Regions from separate parts of the Mus musculus genome. Here region 1 is linked to region 2. Evidence: chromatin contacts called from public HiChIP or PLAC-seq data. All regions are on one chromosome and are shown on one strand. The core of a region is the stretch at or near the end of the contact, and the rest is flanking DNA. Distances in the headings are between cores, read along the strand shown.

Region 1 (2,955 bases), core at 263-2,762, 490 kb after region 2:
TGTGTTTAATACACTGGTGATAAATACAATGTGGTCAAGAAAAGACACTTGCGTGTTAAGCCAATGAATCGACATCTCACATTCTTAGCAATGTGAAAAAAGATAAATACCCAAACAGAGATGTGCTTATGAATTCACTCTTCAGAAAAGAAAGGGCAATCAATGCTAATTTATTTGGTGTGCCATTTGTGTGGTATAAATATTCCACTATAGTGAAGCCAGTAATGTGTCTCTGAGTGAGGAGTTGGAAAGAGATGCATAAAATCATCTCTTGGGAGGCAATAAGAGGTAGCTCCCACACTCACCTTGGCCCTGCTTTCCAAATGTGTGACAGTGGATTTTTTTTTAACGCATCAGTTTATTCTACAAATTCACAACGGGTAATGTATGCTATAGACCTACCCTTGAAAAAGAAGAAAGAAGTGTGGCCATGGTGCACATATAGCTTCCTCTCACCAGTCCCAAGATGCTTTCCTAGAGCCCCCAGGGCCACGCTGGACTGTGAGTCTGAAGGAATCAGGTAGGCCCCGGAAAGGGTGAAAGCAGCTTGCGCAACCCTGGCAATCATTCTCTTTCAGAGATGTGTGCTCCTCTCCTGAGCCAACCCCTGCACTTTCTGGTGCTGCCACGGACCCCAGAAAGATATGGCTCCATGTGAGACCACTAGGAATCATTAGGAGGAGGAAGCCAATATAGAGAAGGAACACAATACAAATGTAGGTCCGCTTCCGGACTTTAGTGGGAAAGACCTGTGTCTGAACTCCTGTGTAAGCAGGTTTTGTCATCCTCCAGGGAATTGTTGCCAATGCTCAGTTTTCTAGCCATTAGCAACAGCATTGCCTGGGAACTTCTTAGAAATACCCATTTTCAGGTCCCAGCCTGAACCTACTATATCAGGTCAGGACCAACAGACAGGGTTTGCACAAGTGTCCCAGGAACCTGTGACTCGTGGTAAGATGGGCTGACTTCTTAGAGCACAGGGAACAGTTGTACATACAGGGGTGAGAAACATCTGGAACAGACATAATGTCTTCTAAACCCAATGCAAACAGCTTCTAAGCATGGGAGTTGCAATAGACCAGACCCTGGTCAATGACTAGAGAGTCTGTTCCCAGTCACTTTCAGGCCAACAGCATCAGTATCCTGGCAAGTAAAGTCCAGATATCAGCTCTCTAGATGGTTCTGACTTTAGTGGAGGCTGGGAAGTGGTGACTTGGAGGTCTGAGAAAGGAGTGTGAGAAAAGACGCTGGAGTGAAGAGCAACCCTTCGGAGACAGGCATGCAGGCTCGGGCCTCCTCACAGGTTTCAGTTAAGTCACAGGATTCTCCTTTTCTCTGTGGCAAAAGAGGATTATACAATCTGCCTTTTGAGATCCTGGAGAGACTTCACATCTCACAGAGTGAGATTTGCTAATGGGATTTGCTTTGTTCATGAACAGCAAAGGGTTGCCAGGCCTCTTCAGCAATCCTGAGAACTAAACTTTCCCATTACTCATTTGTCTTTAGACAGTGCCTACTTATTTCACTGGTATAAATAGCAATACTCCAAGGGGGAATTAGTAATGTGTTTGCTTACAAGGTCTTCTCCACACCCTTGAGAAGTCTGGACTAGAGCCCAGATATTGGGGCTCAGCAAAGAACTGCCCTCCCCCTTCTGTGGGGTGGGTTCTTCTACATGAATACCAGGATTACAGGGTTGATGTGGATGCATGATTGAGGTCTGGGTGGGTAGGCCACACACCTGTGGTACATAGAGACTCATTTGGCATGTCAATCACGTGCAGGAAACAGACATTCTCAGAGTGGGAGGAAGCACATTTCACCTTAACTCTTCTTTGGTACAGACATCTGGGAAGTTATCATCAAGAATGGAGCTCCTATGCCTTGCAGGGTGAATACAGAACCCTGCATGCAAAGGGGATTAGGGGCTGGGAAGAGAAGATCTCAGAATCAAGTTCTCCCAGAACCAAGAGATAGGTTTAGGCCTAGAGGACTCCTGCACAGTCTGGGAGCCACCTCAGCCGGACTCTTGAACTGTAGAACCCCTTTTGCTGGTTCTCATTAGGTGTCCCCAGAAGCACTACACCCCCACACCCAGTGACAGGGAACCTGGGGCCCTCTATGCTCTTTACTAGTGCTATATGAGTTGTTCTCCCTAGATCCAGTCCTAGAAATTAGCAGTCCCCAAGGCCTGGTGTCCAGATAGGAAAGATTAGGCTTTTCTTTTCTGGTCCTAGAGCATTCCATTCAGAATTGCTGAACAGGCTAACTTGGGGGCTTTGTGCCATTAAAGGAGGGGGCATCCCTGTAAATGTTCCACCATTAGTACTACCACTTTCCAAGCACAGAGTTACTCCCCCAGAGACCCCTGCTGAGCCTCCATGCCAGACTCATCCTCCAACACCTGGACCAGCTCTTTGTATGGGCCTCTACCCTCTGGCACAGGGCGACACACTCTGGACCTGTGGTGGCAGAGGCAGATGAGCAGCCAGCAGCTCTCTGAACAGCAATCTTCTTTCTTTGTTCTTCTCTGGCCAGGAACTGAGATGTCAGCTTTTACTGAGAGAGTCCACAGGTTTGGGGCAAGGGTTATTCCATCAGTATCTGTCTTTGAAGTAGGTGCCAGTACTGAAGGTTGGACAACCAATGGGTAGAGTTCTGGGGTGGCTGCTTGCCCAAAGCTATCTGGAGTAGAAAAAGAGTCTTCACAGAAGAGGGACTCTTGTGACACCAAGAGCCATGATCCTAGAAAATATAGTTTGCAGATGAGTTACAAGAGCCAAATGCCCAGCCATGAGCTTATGTCCACCCACTGAGTGAACAGATGCAATACTGCAATCCCTAGCCCCAGCACTACATGGGAAACAACTCTTCAGCAGATATAGCCTCCTTGCTTATAAAAGACAGGGTACCTGCATTTGAATTTTCTGATACTGCCCCCTCTTGCTGAAGGTG
Region 2 (2,989 bases), core at 184-2,683:
GCTTTGTGGCCTGTAGGGAAACCTTATTGTTAATACCTTATTGTAAACAGGCATCTCTAGACATATTGGCCACAAACAAGTCTGCCCACTAAGTTTACTTTTGTGAGCTGGGAAGAGGTTACAATTTATCGCATTCCATAGTAGCTATTTGAGCATATGATTTTTCTTTCTGTATAGCCATGTTGTCACAGGTAAGAATTGATCTTCATCATCTGTCAAGTCTCTATCATCTCTTCCAACTTCCTGCTTTAAAGTGGCACTTAATACATTTTAATGGAATGAGTGATACATGAAACACGATTGACTTCAGTCCCTCAGAGGGAACAAATGGATTCATTTAAGTACATTTTCTAATACCATAAGCAGATGAAACACAAGTAGAAACAAACCATAGTTAATTTGCCCAGGATATAAGCTTTATTAAGAAACATCAGAAGTCACAATGCTACAGATATAATGGAATGGCCAGCAGGCAAACGAATTATGATCCAAAAAAAATAAGGAAAGGATCCAGTGGAAAAGTGTAGAATGGTCTGGCCTATTTCTTAGCAGCCAGAAGTTGGTTAAGGAACTTCCATTTTTCTCTGATGACATCTGAAGAATGTCTCTCAGCTGTGGGCTGGTGTCTTTGATGTTAGAAAAGCTTTAAGTAAACAGAAGATAAAAGTTGGTCACCAAGCAGGAAGAATAGGATTACAGATTGTTCTAAAGAAAATATTCTTCAAGATTTTGACAATTTTCAATTCTGCAAGAGTTTCAGATGCAATACATCCAGAACAATTTGGTGGTCAGCCTGTGGGTTCTCAGCATTTCTGGATCCACTGTAGAGGGTCAAGGTATTGGTTATAGAACAGACTCGGACAGGGCTGTGATGCGCCTGTACTCTGAGGCCTCATAAAAGACAACGAAGCAAAGGTTGGAGAACTTGTTACTGCTCCAGAGTTGGTTAAGGAGATGCACAATTCAAGAATACCATGATCTGGGCAATCAAAAAATTAGCTCTTAATAGGTGGATTAGCAGCAGTAGCAGCAACAGGCTGGGCGGCAGCAGGACTGTCCACAGTAGGATGGACGGCAGCAGGAGGCCTGGGCGTGGTGCAGCTGGCAGCAGGTTGGGGGTATACAGCTCACCACACAGCAGGGGGGCAGGCAGGTGCCCTCCACGCGGCAGTCAGGGCGGCACCATCTAACACGGCAGCTCACACCTCCAAAGCCACCCTCCTGGCCACAGCCAATTCCACCCCCAATGCCATAGCCTGTCCCACAGCAGCTTGGCTGGAAGCAGCTGGTCTCACAACAGCTGGGCTGGCAGCAGCTGGAGCCACAGGTGCCACCAGTGGAGCAAGTGGGAAAGCCACAGAAGCTAGTAGCACAGCAGGCCATGTTGTCAGGAGTTGGTTGGATGTTGAGTAGGTTGGATGAGTTTCTGAGTTTGGGAGCAAACCTGAGCATGGGGCCTTTTATATAGTCAAGCAAGTTGCTGTTTATAAAATTCTTAACATATTTTTCTTGTTTTTTGTTTAAATTTGTTCCTCAGTGGTCCTCTGATTGGCTTCCATTGAAATACTTGTGACATATTATGGGGATGGTTTTGTTTTATAAGGTCGCTGTGACTCGTTCTATTGGCCGCATACTCTTTGGAGTAGCGTTTGTGGTTTCCATGTTCAAAGAGTCTTCTTACTGTAGGTTAAGACAACACCCTTACTCTGAATAGTTGTCATTCCACTTGGCCGTCTAGCCAAACCTCTGAAGCAGAAGGCCATATGACTGCCTTTCAAGCATTATTTTTCTCTCTTGCATAGATAGACTAAATTCTATTGAATTTAAAGCATTGGTGTATTTGCCAAATTGAGCATACATGTAACATCTACCCCATCGACACTGTCACCATAATCAAATGGTCTTCGTAGCTCTTTCCATTTCAATAGATTGGAAATGTGTAAGCGTTATTTGTATTTCAGGCCAGAGAGTTCTTTCACTGTGAACTAAATGACTTGTTTTTATTTTTTTTTTTTCTTTTTCTCTTCAGAAAGTATCCAGACTGATTTTCGCATATTCTTATTAAATGTTTACTGAATCTGATTCAGGGGTGATTAACTAAGGGGGGCGGAGTATAGGGTATGATTCATGAACGCCTGAACCACTCAAGAGTGAGTAAGAGCACTTTCAAGTTGTAGCGCTGCCCACAAAGACTTCTTTGCCGTGAAGACAGTAGGGAATAGTGAGCTATTTTTGTCTGAATTTAGTGGTTGGAAAAAGCTTGAGAAAAATATCTAGGAGTACAGTCATTCAATTCTCTCTTTTCTGGAATGTACCATTCTATTTGTAATCCATCGTTGCTGCCAATTTAATGAGAGAGGTAAGTGGTGGGGACTTGTAAATATCCTGAAAAAAAAAGTCTTAAGTCTTTATGTATTTTGTGTATTTAGTCAACTGCTTATATAAGAACTAAAATTACATGATAGACTCTACCTCCTTTTGTTCTAGGTTTGTGTTAACTTCTTAAGAAAGGCATTTTTTTTCAATTGGATTGCAAATTATAAATTGTGATATTGCTGTTTGAGATTTCTAAGGCATTTGTATGATGTGGTGGTGGAATTCAGCAGTTATACCTCAAAGCTGCTTGCTCTACTCTTATCTAGTACAGATGTATCCCTCATACACCCAGTAAGTGCAGGTGAATACTGGGAGTTGAAGTTTATACAGCTGGAGATCAGCAGAATGGAGTTAGGCCAAGTTGTAGGAACTGAACCCAAGTTCTATTGGAAATGGTATTGGCAGATATTTAGCAAAAGAGTTAGTAGATAATAATCTAGTTTCTTTATGTTGTGCATGGATAAAGAAAAATCATCTACTGTATTAAATGGGACAAGGTTTGAGTTGGTATAAAAAGTCCATGAAGGGTAACTCTATTGGTCTGGGTCCATTTTAATAAACATTCACACATTTAAATAGCCATGAATATTATTTAATGCACAGAACATTTTAT

What was found. HiChIP or PLAC-seq counts read pairs in DNA pulled down with a chosen protein or histone mark.
Region 1: a contact with region 2 is called in a FOXA1 HiChIP or PLAC-seq map of pancreatic cancer cells. The contact joins the enhancer-like site here to the promoter of Krtap1-5 in region 2. A contact is called at or near these places in 12 of 39 promoter capture datasets (the C10 cell line, the HPC-7 cell line, cranial neural crest and 6 more), 1 of 115 datasets of contacts at active chromatin or transcription factors (pancreatic cancer cells) and 3 of 9 other capture datasets (adipose tissue, liver and macrophages).

The regions. Positions count from the first base shown.
Region 1 is chr11:100,072,474-100,075,428 of GRCm38.p6, forward strand. No RefSeq gene overlaps it. Among named protein-coding and RNA genes, the nearest start is that of Krt32, 14 kb to the right of the region's middle. Within about 2 kb of position 1,513, at least 9 of the 459 cell types and tissues checked have an H3K27ac peak or open chromatin away from gene starts, as enhancers often do. A contact at or near this core is called in pancreatic cancer cells, where this site is marked.
Region 2 is chr11:99,579,583-99,582,571 of GRCm38.p6, forward strand. Krtap1-5 (keratin associated protein 1-5) reads right to left here and starts at 1,434. Exons shown (of 1, transcript NM_027157.3): 1 at 395-1,434. The coding sequence starts at 1,383. The coding sequence ends at 1,015. Gm32730 (a long non-coding RNA gene) reads left to right here and starts at 2,191. Exons shown (of 5, transcript XR_880207.2): 1 at 2,191-2,359. It overlaps Krtap1-4 (keratin associated protein 1-4), which reads right to left. Exons shown (of 1, transcript NM_001039502.2): 1 at 2,967-2,989.